Regions from separate parts of the Macaca mulatta genome. Here region 2 is linked to region 1. The links are chromatin contacts, called in public Hi-C maps. All regions are on one chromosome and are shown on one strand. The core of a region is the stretch at or near the end of the contact, and the rest is flanking DNA. Distances in the headings are between cores, read along the strand shown.

Region 1 (3,593 bases), core at 286-2,785:
ACCCTCACCCCCCCGAGCAGCCTGTGCCCTCTGGCCCCACTGTGAGCTGGCTGTGGTGTCTGGGTGTGGCCTGGGGCTCCCTCTCCAGGGGCCTCTCGGCAGCCACAGCCAAGGGTGGAGGCTTCAGGTCTCCAGCTTCTCTGCTTCTCAGCTGTCATCTCCAGTGCCCCAGAATGGTACAGCGATAATAAAATCTATTTCAGAAAGCATCAGCGTTTTTTTTTTTTTTTTACTAATTTTTTTGAGATGGAGTCTCACTCTGTCACCCAGGCTGGAGTGAGGTGGTGATCTCCACTCACTGCAAGCTCTGCCTCCCGGATTCAAGCGATTCTTGAGCCTCAGCCTCCCAAGTAGCTGGGACTACAGGTGCACGCCATTACCATGCCTGTCTAGTTTTTGTATTTTTTAGTAGCGACGGTGTTTCACCATGTTGGCCAGGCTGGTCGTGAACGCCTAACCTCAGGTGATCCACCTGCCTCTGCCGCCTAAAGTTCTGGGATTACAGGCGTGAGCCACTGCGCCCGGCCTGCATCAGCGTTTGCTCAGGGGGCAGGTGGTCCGGCTGACGGCCCAGCTGCGGGCAGGGTCCTGTCCAGCCTGTCCCTCCCTGAGGCTGCGTGCCAGGGGTCACCTGTGCCCTGCGCGGCTCTACACCGCCGGTGGCTGGTGAGGAGTTTGGGCTTGGCGCCGCCTCCGTATAGTGGCTGAAGCTTCCCGAGCGCTCCTCATTCCTGGGAAGGGAGCCGGATAATGGGAAGGGTGGGGGCTCAGCGCTCCGAGTCCGCGGCCGGGGGCTGGCAGGGCTGAAACCCGCCTCCCGAGTGTTGAAAGCGGCAGGCGCCGGCCTTTGCACCCAGAGGCCAGGGCGTCTCACGCACCTTCACATCCGGGCCTCTTAGGGGGGCGCGGCTTTGGCTTTTCCAGGAAGGAATGGACTCGAACGGAGAGGGAAAGCGGAGGTGTGGAGAGGCCGGCAGGATAAGCAGGCACTGGGCCCAGGCCGCCTCTGGAGGCTCCGCCTGTTCTGATGTGAAGGCGGAGGCTCAGCCGCGCTCTCCCAGGAAGCCACCTGGGCGTTTGGGGCTTTAGCTAGGAAAAAAGACGATGCTTGCGGCTGCGAAGGCGCCAAGGCCCAGAGCTCGCGCCTCCGCCCGCGACGGCGGCACTGGTGGCCCCGAGCGGGCTGGAGACGCGGGTTACTGCCGGCTTCGGGGCCCAGCCTCGGCCGCGACGTTCGCTCGTATCGCGCACGGACAGAAACCCGTGAGCCCTGGAGAAAGAACACGTGAATCCGCAGCCCCCAGTCCCCGTCGCTCCTTTGCGCGACCCCAAAACCCGACAGGAAGAGGGCAGCCCGCTGCCCACCTGCCGCGACAAACGACGATTTTGCGTCTGCGCGGCGCGCCGCCTTGTGGGTAATCTCAGGATGAGACGTGCTAGCGCGAGGTGCGGCTAGAGCGCCATTGCCGGCTCGAATGCCCAGCGGCTGCGGCGGCTAGAGCGTCCCTCCCCAGTTCGAATGCCCGGCGGCTGTGGCGGCTAGAGCGTCGCTCCTCAGCTCGAATCCCCGGCGGCCGAGGCGGCTAGAGCGTCGCCTCCTCCCGGGGAACCGCGTGTGACCTTCCAACCCGCGGACCGATGCTGCCGGCGGCCGCTCGCCCCCTGTGGGGGCCTTGCCTTGGGCTTCGGGCTGCTGCGTTCCGCCTTGCTAGGTACGCGGGATCCTGGGGCGCCAGGACTGGGCCGGTGGGCAGGGTAGGGGACGGGCGGGCACTGAGGGGTCGATCCGGGCGGAGGCGGGCAGCGGGGCCGGCCTCCCTACAGCGGCCAGGCCGGGCTTGGGGGTCCTACTGGGGGCTGGGGAGGAGGCCTCCCGGTGCGCAAGTCCCTTCCTTCCTGGGCCGTGGAAAGCGCCAGGGTCGGCCCCAGATGACCTTGGACGATTCCCTGCTCCTCCCCCGGCCTCAGCCATCTCCGCAGCAAAGGCCCATCCATGGGTGCGGCGTTTTGCGGCCAGGGGGCCCCACGTTTTGGGAGGTTTTGCTCAGGAAGATGCACCTAAGTAATAGTTTCACCACCGCTGGGTTGATGTAGTTCATTCACACCAGAAGCTTGAGGTTTGAGTGGTATAGCTGCAAGTAAACACGTGGCTTTCTAAGGCTCTTTGAAGAATTTAAAGTAACTTGCAAATCTTACCAATACGGACCCCTTGAGATCTGAGAACCCTGGACTGGGACCAAGGAGCTAGGTAATTTCCGGCCCTAGTGATTATCAGCCTGAGCTTATGGCACCCATCAGTCCCCCAGTTCTGTCCTGTCCCCCTGGTCTCTGCAGCCCCTTCCATTCCAGGACTGACAGGTCTGTTTGAATTGGGGGTGGGGGCTAGGCGACAGGTGCCATGCGTCTGTGCCATGCGACATATGAGGAGTAGCGGCCATCGGAGGTGTGAGGCCCTTGCTGGTGCACCCCTGGATAACGCCCCCAAGGAGTACCCCCCCAAGATTCAGCAACTGGTCCAGGACATCGCCAGCCTCACTCTCCTGGAAATCTCAGACCTCAACGAGCTCCTGAAGGTATCATGAGAGGGTGGCACAGACCCAGGGGCTGGAAGTTTGGGAGCCCCTGTGTTTTGTTCCTGGTGTATTTTGGGAGTTTAGCAAATTGTCAGAAGTGTGTTTGTCCAGGTGCAAGGTCCATGCCAGGCTAGTTGCCCCTCCTCAGTAGGTTCCGGCTGGTGTGAGGGCCAGCTGTGGACACTGTTCTCTATCTCTGCAGAAAACGTTGAAGATCCAGGATGTTGGGCTTGTGCCAATGGGTGGTGTGATGCCTGGGGCTGTCCCTGCTGCAGCAGCCCAGGAGGTGAGTCCTGGGCAGAAAGAGGCATTTCTGTGGTGCCTAGTTCGCCTATGGCCTCATGTGCCATGGTTCGGTATCTCAGGTTCTGCAGCTGCCGTCATTGTCTGCAGCCTGCACACCTGTGCCGGCCTCCTGCAGCCTCCTGGGACCTACCCCCTTCCATGGATGTACAAGTCTTTGCATGTGGAGGCCATGTTTCTAATGGAGGGAAACAGACACTAAGCTAAGAGAGGAAAAAGGCTGGGCGTGGTGGCTCACGCCTGTAATCCCAGTGCTTTGGGAGGCCGAAATGGGTGGATTCACTTGAGGTCAGGAGTTCGAGGCCAGCCTGGCCAACATGGTGAGACCCCGTCTCTACTAAAAATGCAAAATAAAAAAAGTAGCTGGGTCTGGTGGCATGTGCCTGTAATCCCAGCTACTCAGGAGGCTGAGGCAGGAGAATAGCTTGAACCCAGGAGACTGTCTCAAACGAACAAACTAAATAAATAAATATAAATAAGCAAATAAGAATACAAAAATTAGCCGGGTGTGGTGGCAGGCGCCTGTAATCCCAGCTACTTAGGAGGCTGAGTCAAGAGAATTGTTTGAACCAGGGAGGCAGAGGTTGCAGTGAGCCAAGATCACACTACTGCACTCCAACTTGGCAACAGAGCAAGACCCTGTCTCAAAAAACAAAAAAAGGAAAAAGGAAGAAACTATACCAAATAGAACGTTGAAAGCATTGTGGAGAAAAGGAG
Region 2 (3,593 bases), core at 473-2,972, 75 kb after region 1:
CGTGACCGCCCGGCACGCGGAGGGCGGGGGCGGCCGGGATTCCCGGGCGGGGTCGGGGCTCGTGGCGGCAGCTCTGGGCCGGCCCGGCCTGGACGGTGAGCGCCGCTGGCCACCGGCAGCGGCGGGAGCCCAGTAATCAGGACACCACCACAAGCACCACCTGTGTAGACCCAGGCCCCCTCACCTGGGAGTCACGTTTATTGAAAAAGTAAAAAGTGTCACAGTAAAAAATTCACCTGGAGACAAAGCCAGGCCTAGGAGGGGTGGCGGGGTCGTGGAGGGACGGGTCCGGCCGCCCCTGGCCCACGGGTGGGGCACGTGCTGGCCCCGGGGCGACCCGCGGCTTCCCCAGGGAGGCGGCCCTGGGCGCGGGGGCGGGCGGGCAGAGCTGGCTCAGTCCATCGTGGCCCCTTTGAAGAGCTCCACCAGCTCCTTGAAGTCCGGGTCGATGAGGTCGGAGGGCAGGTCGCCATCGTCGTTGGCTGCGTCCCTGTCCGCTCCCAGGGAGATAAGGTACCTGGGGTGCAAAGTCGCCCTGGCTGAAGCGGGGAGGAGCCGGGAGAGTGCTCGTCCCCACCCAGGTCAGAGGGCCAGAGTCCTGGGGTCACCTGTGTGTCCCCCACCTTCGGGTCTCAAGGTCCGGGTAGGGTGAGGAGGAAGAAACCTGACCCTTTGGAAGCTGTGGCCAGCTTTTCAAGTTGGCTCTGTTGAGGACAAGGGCAGAAACAGGATTCCAGAAGCTTTTAGGGTTTGTAGGGTTCTTTTTTTGTTGTTGTTGCCGCTGTTTTTAGAGACAGAGTTTCGCTCTTATCACCCAGGCTGGAGTGCAGTGGCATGATCTCCACTCAGGGCAACCTCCGCCTCCCGGGTTCAAGCAATTCTCCTGCCTCAGCCTTGAGTATCTGGGATTACAGGCATGCGCCACCACGCCCGGCTAGTTTTGTATTTTTAGTAGTGAAGGGGTTTCTCCATGTTGGCCAGGCTGGTCACGAACTCCTGACCTCAGGTGATCCGCCCACCTCAGCCTCCCAAAGGGCTGGGATTACACGCCTGAGGCACCGTGCTCAGCCCGTATGGTTCTTGCCTACACCACCAGGACCACATTTTGGGGCCCACATCCTGGGGGCCCACTGAGGCCTGGAGGGGTCGAGTTCAACCCTGTGTAGACCCAGGCCCCCTCACCTGGCTATGTCGGGGTACCCGTCGCTGCAGGCAATGTGCAGGGGTGTCCAGCCCGCCTCATCTCGCTGGTGAATGTCGGCTCCGTATTTGACCAGCAGCTTCACGCATTCCAGGTTTCCAGACAGCACGGCTTCATGCAAGGCGGCCAGGCCTGGGCAGGGAGGAAGGGAGGGGTCAAGACTGAGCCTCAGGTCGGGTCCTCCTTGCTGGCTTCCACCCCACCCCACAGCCCCTGGCCAGCTCTTCCAGGGCTTGCTCACCTGAGGGATGTATCGTGGCCAGGGAGACTTTCTGAGCCCGGATGAAACGCCGCACCTGCTCCAGGTCACCCTGACGGATGTGGTCCAGGAACAGAACATCATTAGGGAAACGCACGCTGCGATCAGCCAGCATCCGTCGCCGCCGCTGCCGTGGGCTGTAGCGGGCATAGCGGGCAGTTCTGCTAGGCATCTTGGGCGCTGTGGGGCAGGGTGTCCCTGGGGATCCTACTGCGCTGGGGTTAATAATGTGTCCGGCCCCAACCAGATCAGCTTGAGGGCTCCTGTCGGACGAGCCCCGGCCTCTGACTTGCTTATATAGGGCTCAGGGGCTATATAAAGCTGCACGGTCATCCTCCCCGGCGCGAGGGGCTGAAACTGAGCTGCACCCCCGCCCCGCGCCCCAGATCATGTTTAGTGACTCATCTTTCAGCCCACCTGTCACCGTGCCCGGCCAAAGGGGTCAGATCATTCCTGCCTGTCGCTCCCTGCCACACAGCTGGACCTAGAAGGTGCCTTACTGAGGGTGGGAGGAGGCACTGGTGCAGAGCCCATGAGATAGCTAGGAATGCGAGGTCAAGGGCACAGTAGGTACCAAGGTCATTGGAAGGGCTTGCTCTCTACCTCCTGGAGAGTGAGGGGCGGCCACCCCCTCCACATCTGCAGAAGCACAAGTCCACCGTGCCATGGGGAAACAGGTCTGAGCCCCAGCGGCCACCCCGTCTACATCTCCAGAAGCACAGGTCCACTGTGCCATATGGGGTAACGGGCCTGAGCCCCTCCATCTCCCTACCTGTCAGTTTTCACCTTCTAGCGTGGCTTGCCTCACTCTCAAGTTTTCCCAAAACTACTCTGATGCCCAAGGCGGGTGGATCACAAGGTCTGGAGATCGAGACCATCCTGGCTAACACGGCGACAAAAACTACTCTGATGGTGCTGGCTCGTGCTCAGAAACCCCCCAGGCATCATTGGCTGGGATCTCAGTGCCTCAGGCCCCTGCTCAGTCAGTCCTGCGACCCTTCCTCCACATGCCTGGCTCCCCTGCCTCACATCCCTGCAGGGGCAGGGTGTTCCCTACACACTCATGGGTTCACCCTGCACGGTGTCTCTGCATTCCAGGTTTGACACACGTACTCACACTTAAGGTGGTGTCCAGTTAGCTCTCCACATTCAGGGACCATCACACCCTGGGTGGTGTGCTCTCTCTGCCCTGCCTCTGTGATCTTACTTTTAGAAGCACAGCCAAGGGATTTATTTATTTATTTATTTTAAGATGGAATCTCGCTTTGTCACCCAGGCTGGAGTGCAGTGGCGCAATCTCGGCTCACTGCAAGCTCCGCCTCCTGGGTTCACACCATTCTCCTGTCTCAGCCTCCCAAGTAGCTGGGACTACAGGCGCACGCCATCACACCCAGCTAACTTTTTCGTATTTTTAGTAGAGACGGGGTTTCACCGTGTTAGCCAGGATGGTCTCGATCTGCTGACCTTGTGATTCGCCCACCTCGGCCTCCCAAAGTGCTGGGATTACAGGTGTGAACCACCGCGCCTAGCCAAGGGAATTTTTAAAACTCATGTTCCAACAGGCTCTTCATTGCTGGCTGCCTTTACTTTTGCAACAGCCCTAGTGGAGGTCCAAAGTGGGGCTTGGACTACAGGACATGAGCAAGTGGATGGGATGGGACACAGACACAGAGTTGACCAGGGAGGTCTTTGTGGTCAGGGACAGCCATCGATTGTGCTGGGAACACTGCAGCACTTGAAGCTGGCTGGATGAGTCTGCTGGGGCTATCTTGACAGACCACAGACTGAGTGGCTTAAAAAAACAGATGATCGGCCGGGCGCGGTGGCTCAAGCCTGTAATCCCAGCACTTTGGGAGGCCGAGACGGGCGGATCACGAGGTCAGGAGATCGAAACCATCCTGGCTAACACGGTGAAACCCCGTCTCTACTAAAAAATACAAAAAAAAAAAAACTAGCTGGGCGTGGTGGCGGGCGCCTGTAGTCTCAGCTACTCAGGAGGCTGAGGCAGGAGAATGGCGTAAACCCGGGAGGCGGAGCTTGCAGTGAGCTGAGATCCGGCCACTGCACTCCAGTCCAGGCGACAGAGCAAGACTCCGTCTCAAAAAAAAACACAAAAAACAGATGATCAGCCAG

The links. A called contact is a pair of places that touch in the nucleus more often than the background predicts.
Region 2: a Hi-C map of CD4 T cells shows a contact between it and region 1, with 2.9 times the contacts expected there. The contact joins the promoter of PPP1R27 here to the promoter of MRPL12 in region 1. A contact is called at or near these places in 2 of 14 Hi-C or Micro-C datasets (CD4 T cells and fetal cortex germinal zone).

Annotation. Positions count from the first base shown.
Region 1 is chr16:91,413,370-91,416,962 of T2T-MMU8v2.0, forward strand. It overlaps MRPL12 (mitochondrial ribosomal protein L12), which reads left to right and starts at 1,536. Exons shown (of 5, transcript NM_001266331.1): 1 at 1,536-1,712; 2 at 2,387-2,573; 3 at 2,776-2,859. The coding sequence starts at 1,639. It overlaps LOC144336074 (a long non-coding RNA gene), which reads right to left. Exons shown (of 2, transcript XR_013407496.1): 2 at 1,591-3,074. HGS (hepatocyte growth factor-regulated tyrosine kinase substrate) reads left to right here. Exons shown (of 22, transcript NM_001261611.2): 22 at 1-208.
Region 2 is chr16:91,488,628-91,492,220 of T2T-MMU8v2.0, forward strand. It overlaps PPP1R27 (protein phosphatase 1 regulatory subunit 27), which reads right to left and starts at 1,723. Exons shown (of 3, transcript NM_001194537.2): 1 at 1,443-1,723; 2 at 1,183-1,333; 3 at 157-517. The coding sequence starts at 1,632. The coding sequence ends at 394. All of the region lies in intron 1 of MCRIP1 (MAPK regulated corepressor interacting protein 1), which reads right to left.